2 separate regions of the Gossypium hirsutum genome follow, and region 1 is linked to region 2. A link is a contact called in public Hi-C data. All regions are on one chromosome and are shown on one strand. The core of a region is the stretch at or near the end of the contact, and the rest is flanking DNA. Distances in the headings are between cores, read along the strand shown.

Region 1 (3,010 bases), core at 490-2,989, 190 kb before region 2:
CGGCCTTGATGCGGAGACAAAGTGCAAGGCCTTCGATGCTGACATATTCTTGAACTCCCATTCAGGTCCCTTTATATAAATTATAATGATTGACTACGTTTAAATTTAAAACAAATAGACAATTTTCTTTATCGATCCTTTATATAAATTATAACAAAAATTGGTAATTTTTGAAATAACATAAATATAATAATCATTTAATTTAAAGCTGTTAAAAGGATTTTTATTAGAAAAATAAATTATAATTAACAAACAAAAAAATATATATAATAATTATATGTATACTAAACTTGTGCATTTCGATTTCAAGGCATTACGAGTCAGTAAAATGATTATAATATAATACTAAAAATAATTAAGAATGTTAATTTCAATTAAAATAAATAAATAATACTAAAAATTCTATCACAAACGTATGCACGTGGAAACTACGTATTTAGAATCTATGGATGCATGTATAAATAACATATAATAAATAATAAAATGTAGTATTTGAAATTAATAATAATAGGATATATACAATATGATCAGTTTAAACTGCGAGCAAAATGAAATATAAATAGGTAAATATTAAGAATATTAAATGCACTCTAATAGTTTATCATAATTTCGTCATTTTTCTTGAATTGATATCAAGTTAACTTATGACATTAACTCAGTTAACGATATTATCAATAAGATTATGACAAAATTAAGATGTGGGCGAAAATAATTAAATAATAAATTTATTAAGAATTCACCTAAAAACCAAATGTTACTTTAGTTTAAATGACGAAGTTGGGAGAATGTTTGGTGTTTTAGGTTTTGCTAAACAACTAAATTAACTTGAAATGGCGAGTACTGTTTGAAATGGTGTCGGATCCCCTGATAATACATAGCCCAATATTTTTTGAGATGAGAGAAATAAGAGAGAGCTTCGATGACATCAAGCTCAGAAGCGAATTAACGGACGACGTTTTCTTCCATTTTGGCTGAGAAGCTATCGCCGTTCTTGCAACTCACCATGAGCTCAAAGACCACATCTGCAATCAAACCGTTCAAAAGAGAAAAAAAGAGGAGGGAATCGAAAAGTGAAAAGAAAACATAAGGTAGTAAAGGAAACAACGAGAATTTTTTTTAAGCCATTAGAGGGAAACGAAAATTTTAACGGTAGTGATTGCAAAATTATTTTAAAGTAAAAAAAACCTCTTTAGTCTCTCTCAATTTTGATATTGAGCAAATTGGTCCCTCTCAAAAAAATCGGAGTAATTTAATCATTGTTAATTTTAAAAGTGAGCAATTAAAGACAATTAACCACAATATTAATGTTTTTCATCAATTTTTACATAAATTTGACTGGTTTAATAACAAATTGAGCTATCATAATTTAAATATTCTATCAATTTAGTCATGATTTAACAAATTTAGCCCGCAGTCCTTTTGTAAATGTGTAAATGTTGAGGCTAAATTTGTTGAATTTTTTAGAATCAAGACCAAATTAACAAAATATGTAAACATTAAGTGCTAAATTTATTATTATACCAATCAAACTTATCCACGATTGACACCTTGATTAGTTGTCCTTAATTGCTCACTTTTAAAATTGATAAGGATTAAATTGTTCTAAGTTTTTTAGAGGGATTAATTTGCTCAAAATTGCAATTGATAGGGACTGGAGAGACCATTTTACCTTATTATAATTAGAGTGAGTAAATTGAAGGAAACATTTAAAGCGACAAAAATAGAACAAGTCCAATTGTAGAATCACCATGGGTGTGATTTACTCTTCATTTTATCCAAGTTTTCCCTCTATATGGTCAAAAGGAAGAGAGTGAGGTGGTAGTTATAAATTTTTTTTAATACATAATATCCGGTAACCCAAAGCCGGCTTCTTCTTCTTCTTCTATTTTGCTTCAAAAATTTCTCTTTTACTTTCAAATATATTTAATTAAACCCTTTCATAATTTTTAATTACGTTCATTGAATCCTTTATTTTTCAATGATTTGATCGTTTAAAGGCATAGAATCGAGGGTGCCCAAAATTTTTATAACTTTTTATTTTGAATTTTTGTAAAAAAAAAAGAAAGTATTGGGAATGCCAAGTTAACGGTAAATCTGATATAATTTTTAGGACTTTTAAGGAAATTTGATTTCTGGGTTCGTTTTGAAATTTTCTTTTAAGGGATGGGTTGTTTTTCTTGTTTCGATTCGAAGGAAGAAGAGAAGTTAAATACTGTAAATGAAAGCAATGATCCAAAGCAAGCCCAACCTACTGTTTCCTCTAATATTTCCAGATTGTCATCAGGTTAGCTTTTAATTAAAAAAAAGAAAGAAAATTAATTACTTTATTCATTTGATCTGATCTGGGTTTTCTCTGTTATTATTATTATTATTATTTCAATGTTTAGATGATGGTATGCTTGTTTTTTTGTTGTAAAATTTTATCATTGTTATTTTTTTTATTTAACCCTATGGATGTTTTTAGGGATTTAAGTTTGGGTGTTTTTTTTTAAATGTAATTAGGATCTAATGATGATATTGATAAATCGGAATTTATTCAATATCTTAAACTAAAAATAGCTTACTTTAGAATATAATGATGCTTTTTAAAAAAATTTTAGAGATTTAAAGTTTGGGTTGTTTTTGTTTTGATGTAATTAGGATCTAATGATGATATTGATAAATTGGAATTAATTTAATATCTTAAACTAAAATTGGCTTTCTTTAGAATATGATAAGCAAGTCCATATATCTTTTGTTGGTAGATTGTTTCTTTGTATGTGAATGGTACTTTAGATCTTTAAATAGTGTCTGTTTCAATGGAGTTTTGGCAGGAGGGGACCGGCTTAGATCGAGGAGTAATGGAGGGTCCAAAAGGGAACTACCATGTCCCAGGGATGGTCCTGGTGTTCAAATTGCTGCCCATATTTTTAGTTTTCGCGAGCTTGCCGCTGCCACGAAGAATTTCAGGCCGGAGTCTTTCTTAGGTGAAGGTGGATTCGGACATGTTTACAAAGGGCAGCTCGAGAGC
Region 2 (3,361 bases), core at 457-2,956:
ATTGGGGTATATTCGGAGAAAAAAAAAGAACCCAATAAGGTAAAAAACTAAAAGAATCAAATTGTGGCAGGCATTCAATGGGAAAAATTGGGAGAAATTCAACAGTGAGAAGGTGGCTTCGCTTGCATATGCTCGTATACAAGGGAAAGCAGCCCTTATTGCACATTTTCAGAACTCGAGCTTGATGAACGAAGACAAGAGATGCCGACCTATACTCTTTAACACCGACGGCCATAATGTCGGTGATCAGGTATGTTGCTTTGATTTCTTGCATAACAGGGTATCCTTAAGCTCGAAAAAGCTCTCACACAAGTCTGTTTCCCTCCTTTTGCATTGCAGGTGCCGTTTCCGGTAGGGGTTAATGTTCGAACTAGACCCGGAAAAGCAGCTCGTTCCTTCAACAATAAGGAGAATAATCAAGAAAGCCCTTCAAATTCGGAAAACGAAGCGAATTCATCTAACTGAGAAACTTTCAAAGTAAGTCAGGCTAACAAAACCGATTTTCCTTTCGATCGGCACTAACCTTTTTCGTAAAACCACATCCATCCGAGATCAGGTGAAACTTAAAGTGAATCTAAATTTTGATTGATACAAAAAGAGTAAATTATAAAAAACAAATAGAATGTATATCCTATCATTCATGGCATTGTAAAAAAGATAAAGCTTTTGTTGCTATTTTTCATTGACATTTTTTAAAGCTTTTGTAGATCCCAATCTGCAAATTGCTGGGAAGTCAAGGACTTGAAAAGTTGTTTAAATTTTACTAAAGAGTTTGTGTGTATTGTGAATCCAAATTCTTTTGAGTTTCCGTTTGTGTACCTTTCTGTTTGATCAATGAAAATTTATCATTATTATTTATTGCTGATGAGCTTTTTTTCAAGGTTAAAATATGCCATAGGTCTCTATACTTTTCATAAATTTAGAATTTAGTCCTTGTACTTTTATTTTTAGGAATTTAGTATCTTTATATTTAGATTTCAAAATTAGGTTCAATTGTTAACACTTAACACTATTAAATTTTTTTATTGAATTTGTTGGTGTGATTTTTTGAAATTAGAAAAATATATTCAATTTGTATCCATGTAATTAAAAGAAATGATGATGTAATGAATTTGAGTTTAACAAAATATTAATAGTTAAATTTGAATTTTCAAATTTGAAAAATAGGACTAAATTTTTAGAAATAAAAGTACAAAGATTAAAATTTAAATTTTCGAAGAGTATAATGGCTTATAGCATATTTTAACTTTTTTTTAGGGTAAACTATACAATCAGCCACCCAACTATTAGTATACTTCTATTTTGGTCACCAAATTATAAAAATTTTCAATTTCATCATTAACATTTTAGATCAGTTCTGTTTTGACTATTCTTCCTTAAATGGTTAACATGGCTTTTCTCTAGTTAGTATAATAACATATTTAGTGATCAATACTTACATATTCTATCAATTTTATCTTAATTCTAAATAATTTAATAAATTTAACCCTCTAAATTTATAAATTTGATCAATTTGATTCTTAAACATACATAATTAAACCAAAACTCAACCCAAGATAGAGCTGACTGACTACACCATGAACACCTCTGATTCAAGCCATTCAAACCAATCCAGATCATATTGAGATTTTCAGACCAAGCAAATAATCCAATTCTTAAACAAATTTGGTCCAAATTCGAATGGGCTTCCAACAAACATTGATTTCATCATATGTTAAAACAAAAAAAGGAAGACAAGGCTAAAAAGTGTTCTTTTCGGACCAGGAACTTTTACTCGGCCATCTCAACTCAACACGTTTATCAACAGGAAAATATCTGATATAATCAAAATTATCTGATCCCAATAAAATGACAAAGTATCAAAGATTGTCTAGATTAATCCACGTTACAAGCCACTGAAAACTCAAAAAAGAATCGAGCAAAATCCTCTTGGTTATGGCGTCTCGAGTATTATCGACCACTTCATTAACTCCCCTTTGTTCTTCCACTACATTTAACAAACCCAAAATTAAGCCTTCCACGAACCAAGCGAAGCCATTTCTTTTCTCATCATCTTCGTCCTCGTTGGGTTTTAGAAATAGGAAGATAAAGTGCAATGCTGCGAGTGAAAGCTCTCAGGGTTCTATTGATAGGACGGTTTATCAAGGCGCTTTTGGTCCATGGACTATTGATCCTGAAGATGTAAGAGAGGTAATGAGTTTTGATTTTCAATACCCTTTTTGCTCTTGATTAGTTTTTCTGGAGTAATATGTGAAATTTTTTCTGGGAATTTGATTGAGGGAACACTGGTTAGGTACCCTTTTGCTCTTGTTGAATTTGCTTGAATAATTTGTGAAATTTTTTCTGGAATTTGAATGGGAGAAATCAATTCGATACCCTTTTGCTTTTGCTGTATTTCCTTCAGTAATTTGTGAAAATTTTCTGGGAATTTGCAAGAGGAGACCAAATTTGATGTCCTTTTGCTTTTGATGTATTTCCTTAGTTCTCTGTGAATTTTTTCTGGGAATTTGCATGAGGGAAAACAATGTTGATTCCCTTTTGCTCTTGCTGTATTTGCTTGAGTAATTTGTGAAAATTTTATGGGAATTCGCCTGAGGGAAAACTAGTTTGTGCCCTTTTTGTTCTTGCTGTATTTCCTTGAGTAATTTGTGAAAATTTTCTTGGAATTTGCATGAAGGGAAACCAATTCTGATACCCTTTTGCTATTTCTATATTTCCTTTGAGTGAATCTGTGAATATTTTCTGAGAATTTTCAAGAGGAAAAACCAACGATGTTTAAACCGGACAGGGTATCAGTCCGAGGAAAGGCATTATACCGGTTGACCCGGGAATTGGTACTGACCGGTTGAACCTGAATTTTCTTTTGAATAATTTATTTAATCAAACTAGACAGAACAGTCGGACTAGGGACTAGTAAACCGGTGGCATGACTGATTCAACCAGCCATCAGGTTCTGAAATCCTTGGGAAAAACACAATTTTGATGAACCCTTTGAGCTGAAATATATATATATTTTTATTGGCAGGTTCTTTTATATAGGTCAGGATTAGTAACTGCTGCTTCATCCTTTCTAATTGCTTCATCAGCTGCATTTTTACCTGATGGCTTTACATTGAAAGAAATTATTGAAAACAACCTTAATTTGATCTACTTGATCGGTGCTGGTGGACTAGGGCTATCCTTGTACTTGATTCACATCTATATAACCGAGCTTAAACGCACCCTTCAAGCGTTTTGGGTCCTCGGTGTTGTTGGATCATTGGCAACCTACTTAGTCCTTGCTCAACCAGCCGGAGAGAACTTGGTTCAGTATGTTATCGAGAACCCCATGGCAGTCTGGTTTGTTGGCCCTCTGTTTGCC

What was found. Hi-C and Micro-C count contacts between places; a contact is called where the count stands out from the background.
Region 1: a contact with region 2 is called in a Hi-C map of leaf, with 2.0 times the contacts expected there. The contact joins the promoter of LOC107905242 here to the promoter of LOC107938451 in region 2. A contact is called at or near these places in 2 of 34 Hi-C or Micro-C datasets (both in leaf).

The regions. Positions count from the first base shown.
Region 1 is chrA01:2,121,320-2,124,329 of Gossypium_hirsutum_v2.1, reverse strand. It overlaps LOC107905242 (serine/threonine-protein kinase PBS1), which reads left to right and starts at 1,739. Exons shown (of 5, transcript XM_041117717.1): 1 at 1,739-2,284; 2 at 2,814-3,010. The coding sequence starts at 2,164. LOC107905240 (serine/threonine-protein kinase PBS1) reads left to right here. Exons shown (of 5, transcript XM_016831842.2): 5 at 1-131.
Region 2 is chrA01:1,931,779-1,935,139 of Gossypium_hirsutum_v2.1, reverse strand. LOC107938451 reads left to right here and starts at 1,706. Exons shown (of 4, transcript XM_016871621.2): 1 at 1,706-2,190; 2 at 3,026-3,361. The coding sequence starts at 1,936. LOC107938474 (protein MEI2-like 4) reads left to right here. Exons shown (of 16, transcript XM_041117685.1): 15 at 71-250; 16 at 340-858. The coding sequence ends at 465.